2 separate regions of the Macaca mulatta genome follow, and region 1 is linked to region 2. Evidence: chromatin contacts called from public Hi-C data. All regions are on one chromosome and are shown on one strand. The core of a region is the stretch at or near the end of the contact, and the rest is flanking DNA. Distances in the headings are between cores, read along the strand shown.

What was found. Hi-C and Micro-C count contacts between places; a contact is called where the count stands out from the background.
Region 1: a contact with region 2 is called in a Hi-C map of fetal cortical plate, with 1.7 times the contacts expected there. The contact joins the promoter of FGFR2 here to the enhancer-like site in region 2. A contact is called at or near these places in 3 of 14 Hi-C or Micro-C datasets (fetal cortex germinal zone, fetal cortical plate and liver).

Annotation. Positions count from the first base shown.
Region 1 is chr9:133,687,909-133,691,167 of T2T-MMU8v2.0, reverse strand. FGFR2 (fibroblast growth factor receptor 2) reads left to right here and starts at 1,423. Exons shown (of 16, transcript XM_077947657.1): 1 at 1,423-1,905.
Region 2 is chr9:133,178,629-133,181,880 of T2T-MMU8v2.0, reverse strand. No RefSeq gene overlaps it. Among named protein-coding and RNA genes, the nearest start is that of WDR11, 220 kb to the right of the region's middle. Within about 2 kb of position 1,895, at least 7 of the 40 cell types and tissues checked have an H3K27ac peak or open chromatin away from gene starts, as enhancers often do. A contact at or near this core is called in fetal cortex germinal zone and fetal cortical plate, where this site is marked.

The DNA.
Region 1 (3,259 bases), core at 174-2,673, 510 kb before region 2:
CTTAAGAACCAGTTTTTATTTTGTTGCTATCAAACTTCCAAAATATAATGTTATAGCCTTTTGCCTGAGACAGTTAAATGGATTTCTTACTTGTATGGCTTTTAAGTAACTTGTATAAACGTTTTCTGTGCTATATTGTGAATAAAAATGATTTTCTAATCATGTGGTACCTTGAAAAATATTTTTGTAAATGTTATGAAGTGTGCAATGTTAGTGACACAGGTGCAAATACGTTTCTAAATGCAGGAAAAGTCTGTTTTCCAAGTCAGGTTTGTTCTCAATGCTTCATCTATCTTTAGGCCTCAAAAGGATTCTAAAGCATTTCTGGGTTTAGTGACCTTTTCTAAAGAAAAATAATTAAGGTTTTAATCTATATGTCTTGAACTTAAGCACAACTGCTCAGGAGCTGGATGAATAAGGAGGGAGAAAAAGCATATTTAAAATAAATTATTCTGAAGACATGGCTTAGTGAAAAGGTGAATGGAAATAGGAACTTTAACCAGTTACAGCTTGGCGTGCAGTTGAAGAATCAGATTTTGCATTTATGATTTTGAATCTAAGATTCAGAGGGAGGAATTACTTTGTTCAAGGTCCAGCTATTTATGGTAGAGTCTTTAGACTCCTTTGAATTTCGTTTTATTAATCCAAACATATATACTAAACACTTTTTTTTTTGGATGCAATTTTTGACTTTTTCTGAGAGAGCCACATTCAAGGTCAGGCTCTCCTAGTAGCCAGCTGTGTGATCCTAGGCAAATTACTTAACCTCTCTGATCCTTAGTTTCCTTATCAGAAACTGGGAATAGTACTCTGCAGGGTGGTTGGGGAGACGAAATAGAATCACCTATGTAGTGTGACCCTCACATACTAGGTCCTCCATTAATATTCAGTTTTTTCCTCTCATTTCTATTGTTTAGAAGGACAGAAAAATGCAATGTCCTGCGAACATTTCCAAGTTGCTTTCTCTCCTCCAAAAGCTTCAGTTGCCTGACAACCCTCCCCGCAGTACCAAGAAGGCGCATTTTAAAGTCTCTTTACGGGGAGGGCAGGGTTAGAGCCTTTGGTCACTTGTTTTCTAACTTGACATAAAACAACGTAACGCAGCCGCTCAGCGAGCCGCTGGCCAGCCTCGCTCGCCCGGGGAGGAGGGAGGAGGTGGCGCGGGGCGCGGGACCAGGCCTTATTCGGAGGCTGTCGCTGCATCCCTACGGCCGGATCGCGGCCGGGCCCTCGCCTCCCCGGCCGGTGTCTCCGGCAGCTCGGAGGCGTCGGGAGCCGCGCGGGGCTCGGGGCGGCCCGGGCGCGCGGCGCTGATTGGCAGAGAGGGCGCCGCCGTCCAGGAAACGGCTCGGGTTTCAGCGGGGGCGTGACCCGCCGCGAGGAGGCGGAGGCGGCGGCGGCGGCGCGGGCGGCGGCGGCAGGAGAGCGCGGTGGAGAGCCGAGCGGGCGGGCGGCGGGTGCGGAGCGGGCGAGCGAGCGCGCGCGGCCGCCACAAAGCTCGGGCGCCGCGGGGCTGCATGCGGCGTACCTGGCCCGGCGCGGCGACTGCTCTCCGGGCTGGCGGGGGCCGGCCGCGAGCCCCGGGGGCCCCGAGGCCGCAGCTTGCCTGCGCGCTCTGAGCCTTCGCAACTCGAGAGCAAAGTTTGGTGGAGGCGACGCCAAGCCTGAGTCCTTTCTTTCTCTCCTTCCCCAAATCCGAGGGCAGCCCGCGGGCGTCATGCCCGCGCTCCTCCGCAGCCTGGGGTGCGCTTGAAGCCCGGGAGCCTTGGCGCCGGCGAAGACCCAAGGACCACTCTTCTGCGTTTTGGAGTTGCTGCCCTCAACCCCGGGCTCGTCGCTTTCTCCATCCCGACCCACGCGGGGCGCGGGGATAACACAGATCGCGGAGGAGCGTTGCCATTCAAGGTAATCGCCGCGCAAGACGCCTCGGGGAGCTTCCCCAGTCGGGGACGTGGACGCCAGGGGAGCCCGGGACGCCGGGTGCACAGTCCTCTGGGCGGGGGGCGCGGAAGGACTGGCATTGTGGAGGGCCCTCCGTGTCCTCTCTCTGTGGCTGCATAGGTGATGGGGGAGGTGGGTGCCTGCTGACGGCCGGTGTTCGGGAAGTTCTGCCTCTGCCACCCCCATCCAGATGCTGACATCTGCCTCTGGCGTTGACGCCCCCCTCCCTGTCAAACCCTGGCGGGCGCATTCCCGCTGACTGGGCACGTTTCTCCGACCCCAGAGCAGACTGGCCGAAGGTTCGCCTGCCCGTGGCACAGCCCCGCAGGCCGGGTCCCAGGGGGCATCTCTGAGGTGCTCCATCCGTGGGTCCTGGGAACTTCCGTCCCATCCAGGCCCCACGGAGACTCGTTTTTCGGGAGGGGGCCGCTGGGGTGGGGCCGGTGACATCCCGTAGGGGTGGCGATGGTCAAGGGTGGCACTGTTGGGGAGGCGACGGCTCCAGTGCCCGGTTTTCGGTGCCGGGGCGCCCCTCGCCCACAGCCGCCGTCGGCGCTGGAGGGAGCGCAGCGCGCCTGGGGCTAGGGGGCGAACTGGACCGACTTTTTCTAGTTCGTCTGCTTGCTCTGCCGCAGCGGCTGGGAGATGTCGAAAGCGCAGGCGAGTTCTAACTTGCGCGCTCATTCTTGCTCATTCTTTCGGCGACGGGGCCGCGCTGGGGAAATCAGCCGAGGGCCCTGCGTGGCGCTGGCTCCGACCCTCGCGGACCGCGAACCTGGCGCAGGAGGCCGGCCCGGGGGCACCAGCCTCCGTCGCTCTCCTCGCACCCCATTCCCTTGCAGATCGTTCTCCAGACCCTCCTTCTTTTCGCCCAATACAATAAAACCTACCCTTAAAGGCAAACCTGCTTTCAAACTCAGGGCACCCATTATGTGTTTGGTGTGAAACGCTATCAACATTTAAAACTCCATTGTCCCCCTGGTCCCAAATCCCTGTAAATCTTCCACCGGGCTCGACTCATTTTCATCTGAAAAGCCTGTTTAGTTTGAATAGAAAAGCAATCAGGCGCCCCTCTCCCTTTCCCTGGAATGTCAATTAAAATGCAGATTTCTCTGAGCTCTTTAGCGCCCCGAGAAGGGGGAGAAAAACAGGATATTTCAGGCAAACAAATGAAAGAAGTGCTGCCCTGAAAGGGGGTGGTGGTGAGGAGCACCCCCAAGCTGCTCGCAAGTTCTGATTGGACGCAAGCATTAAACTGGGAGGGCATTGTGGTCCTGAGTCAGTGTGTGTGTTTTGAGATTTCAATTTGTTGAGGAAT
Region 2 (3,252 bases), core at 646-3,145:
ATGCTCTGGGAGTCATCTGAGAGTAACAACTCGTTGGAAAGGTTTTGGTCACTCCAAAAGGCCAATTGGGAGAACATGCTCTGGGCTGGGAGGCTGGGGGCAGAGAGATGACAAACTGGGGTAGAACAGCTGTGTGAGGGTCAGTTTCTTAACCTCTCTGGGTCTTAGTTTTCTCATTTGTAAAATGAAGTTGGCAGCAATAGGGTCTACTTTTCAGGGTCAATGTGAGGAATAGATGAAGCAAATCCTATAAAGTGCTTAGGATAGTGGCCAGCCTGTGCATAATAAGTCCTCAGTACGTGCCAGTGGCTGTTACTGTTCTTGCCCTGTAGGCATCATAACCCCAGACCTGGAGAGGCTCCTCCCCAACATCTCACTAAAGGAAGCCACATTGCACTAGCTGCATGGAGAGCATCTTCTGAAGACTTTCCACTAAGAAGTCTTGAATTCTTCCTAAGTGCCAGGCACTTTCTGCTGAACCTGCTGTCTGCACCTGTCATTGAATCGCCCACAGTCTTGTGAGATGGGCACTGTTTTTGCCCTGTTGTTGATGAGAAACCCAAAGCTTGGGCAATTTTAGGAACTTGCCCAAGGCCACACAGCCAGTAAACAGGAGAGCCAGGACTAAAACCCCGGGATCTGATTCCTCTCTATTTTTGTTTGCTTGTTGTATTTGTTTTCTTTTGCTTCATTTTTTCAGATCCAGGACACAGGCACCAGTAGAGAACAGCGGATGCTGCTTAACATGAGATGCCAAAATGCAACATGGGAACAACCTGGCAGCCACAGAGGGGCATGCAATTCGGATGGGCAAGAGCCTGCATACACCCCCCAGGGGTACCAGGAACCACTCCAGTAGGCCTGAGTCCAGTGGCCGGATGAAGGCCACAGCCACAATGGGCTGGGCTGGGGGACTTCTTTTTTCAGTGCAATTTACCAAACTCTTCCTCCTGCAGATTCTGGCATGGACACCCTGCTTCCTTGTGAACCAACAGCCCTCTTAACCTCTCTGCAATTTAGAATCTTCCTCTACCAAATGGGAATGTTACTTCCTGGCATAGTGTTTTACGCCATCCAGAATTTAACAAGATGCTGAATGTCTGCCGCATGTTTTTGTAATGTACATGTAGTATACGTTCTGTGCCATATAGCACTATAAGGACTGCAAATACAATGACAGGGGAAGGCTACATTCTTACCATCTTAGCTGAACAGACTTTGTACTGTGTCACCAGAGAAACTTGAGAAGAGATAGGAAACGCTCATTTTTTTTTTAGTAGAAATAATGATTGTGCTCTGCTTGTAAGTGACAGAGCTCAGATTTAGCCCAGATCTGAGCTAAATCTGCGGAGGAGCCCCTAGAAGACACCACTACACCCCATGATCCCACGGGGCTCTGGATATTTACAAAAAGAAATAGTAAAGGTGATTGGATGGCTTGGTGCTTGCCCATCCTTTTCACCCTTGAATTGCCTTGGCTTAGCAAGGTGCTTGGTGCACAGTAGCCATGAAGAGGATCTGTAAAATGGTACTGAAGCATGAGACACCTCAGCTTGCCCATTGTTCTGTGCCCTCTGCCCTCCAACCAGGACTCACACCCCCGGAGTGGTTCCTGGGACTCCCCGAGGAGAGAGTTGTCAGGTTCCTTCTGCTCACCTGACCTGCACACCCGAACCGCACACCCATCTTTGGCGGCCAAGATCGTGGTGACCCGGGAATCCTCCTGCTTATAGCGGCAGCACCTTTGGAAAGTACTACAGAAAGGCATCTCTCTCCCTGGCTCAGCCCTGGGGCTGGGCTCATTTTCCAGCTCTCCCTGCCAACGGGCTGACTCTATGGTTGATTAGGGTAATGAGGCTTATGCAGGCTTCCTCTGTCCCTCCCCATGTCCTTGGCTCTGAAAGTTAGCCCTCTGTCTATCAATACTGTCTGGCACCAGAAGAAAGCCCCTCTCCCTTCCTGTACCCAGCATCTGGTTGCCTGGAAACAAGGGCAGAAGCCTAGAGCATCTTGGTTTTCTTTTTTATTCCCCCCTACCAGGTCCCCAAAGCAAGCAGTATTTGTTTTAAGCAGAGCCTTTGCACCACGGAGGCTTGCCTTAACCTTGGCCAGAATGATTTCATCAACCTGCGTAAATGTGATGCAGAGAGACAGGGACAGCCACTCCAGGCTCAGTGTCATTTGGTTATCAGTGTGCAAAGTCGTAATTAACAGTGAACGCTGAAGATGGATTGTTTCAGAGGGAGCCAGGACTAGAATGAACTTGTGTGTGCGTGAGCGTGCCTGTGTATGCATGTGTGTGTGCCCAAGCACATGTGTTAAAATTGGCAGCTTTGTGAGTTGCAGCTTGCTGTAGCCACGTGCAGAAAGGATGAGAGATTTTTCTTTTTCAAAAAGAACAAAGGCCTGTCTTGAAAATAAATGTCCTTCTGACTTTGCTTGACGAAAGCCACACAATTCAGGGTAAAAGTGCTAAGACTTCGCTTGGCTTATTCCCTATTGTGCCTCAACAGGAATGGTGATCATCTTCAGACAGACCATAGGAGAAGCAAGGATTTTAAAAGTCACAGATAGGGAGGGAACTCCTCACCCCCGCCCCCATCCTTTGGTTTAACACTGAGAGGGTCAGCCAGATTTAGACCCAAACCTGGCACCTGTTGCCTCTAATGTGTCCTGGCTCATGCCACCTAGCTGTTGTATGTTCCCAGACTGAGAGGCATTACATTTGCGGTGCATAGGATTGGATTTTCTCTCTTGTCAAGGTTCCCCAAATATGGAATCTTCTGAGAAGCTGTCAAATCAGGCCTCATAGAGAAAGTCACTTCCTAGGGTTTGTGAGCTACACATCCAGCCCTTCACTGCACGTTGGCACCATAAGTGATCCTCATTGTAAGGATGAGGATAGAGAGGCACTGAGTGGGTGAGCATCTTGCCTGAGGCTGCACAGCTGGTGAACAGTGGAACTAAAAACCTTAATTACATAGCTTACTCAGAAATCATTCTAAAAAATACTTTATCTGACTTCCTGCGCCTAAAGATCTTTCCAGGAGATACTGACTTTTAGAGCTAACAGTCTCTTGGAAAATTCTTATCACTCAGTGAATGGATTGCAATGGAGCTAATAATAGAGTGGTATGCAGCATATCTGAAAAGATCTATTTGCTATGTCTTCTTGGTAGAGTTTTCTAAGAAGTACTTTGATGCACTTCTTATCAAGAAGTTGAAGTGCGGAATATTTTCTATATGGCTGAA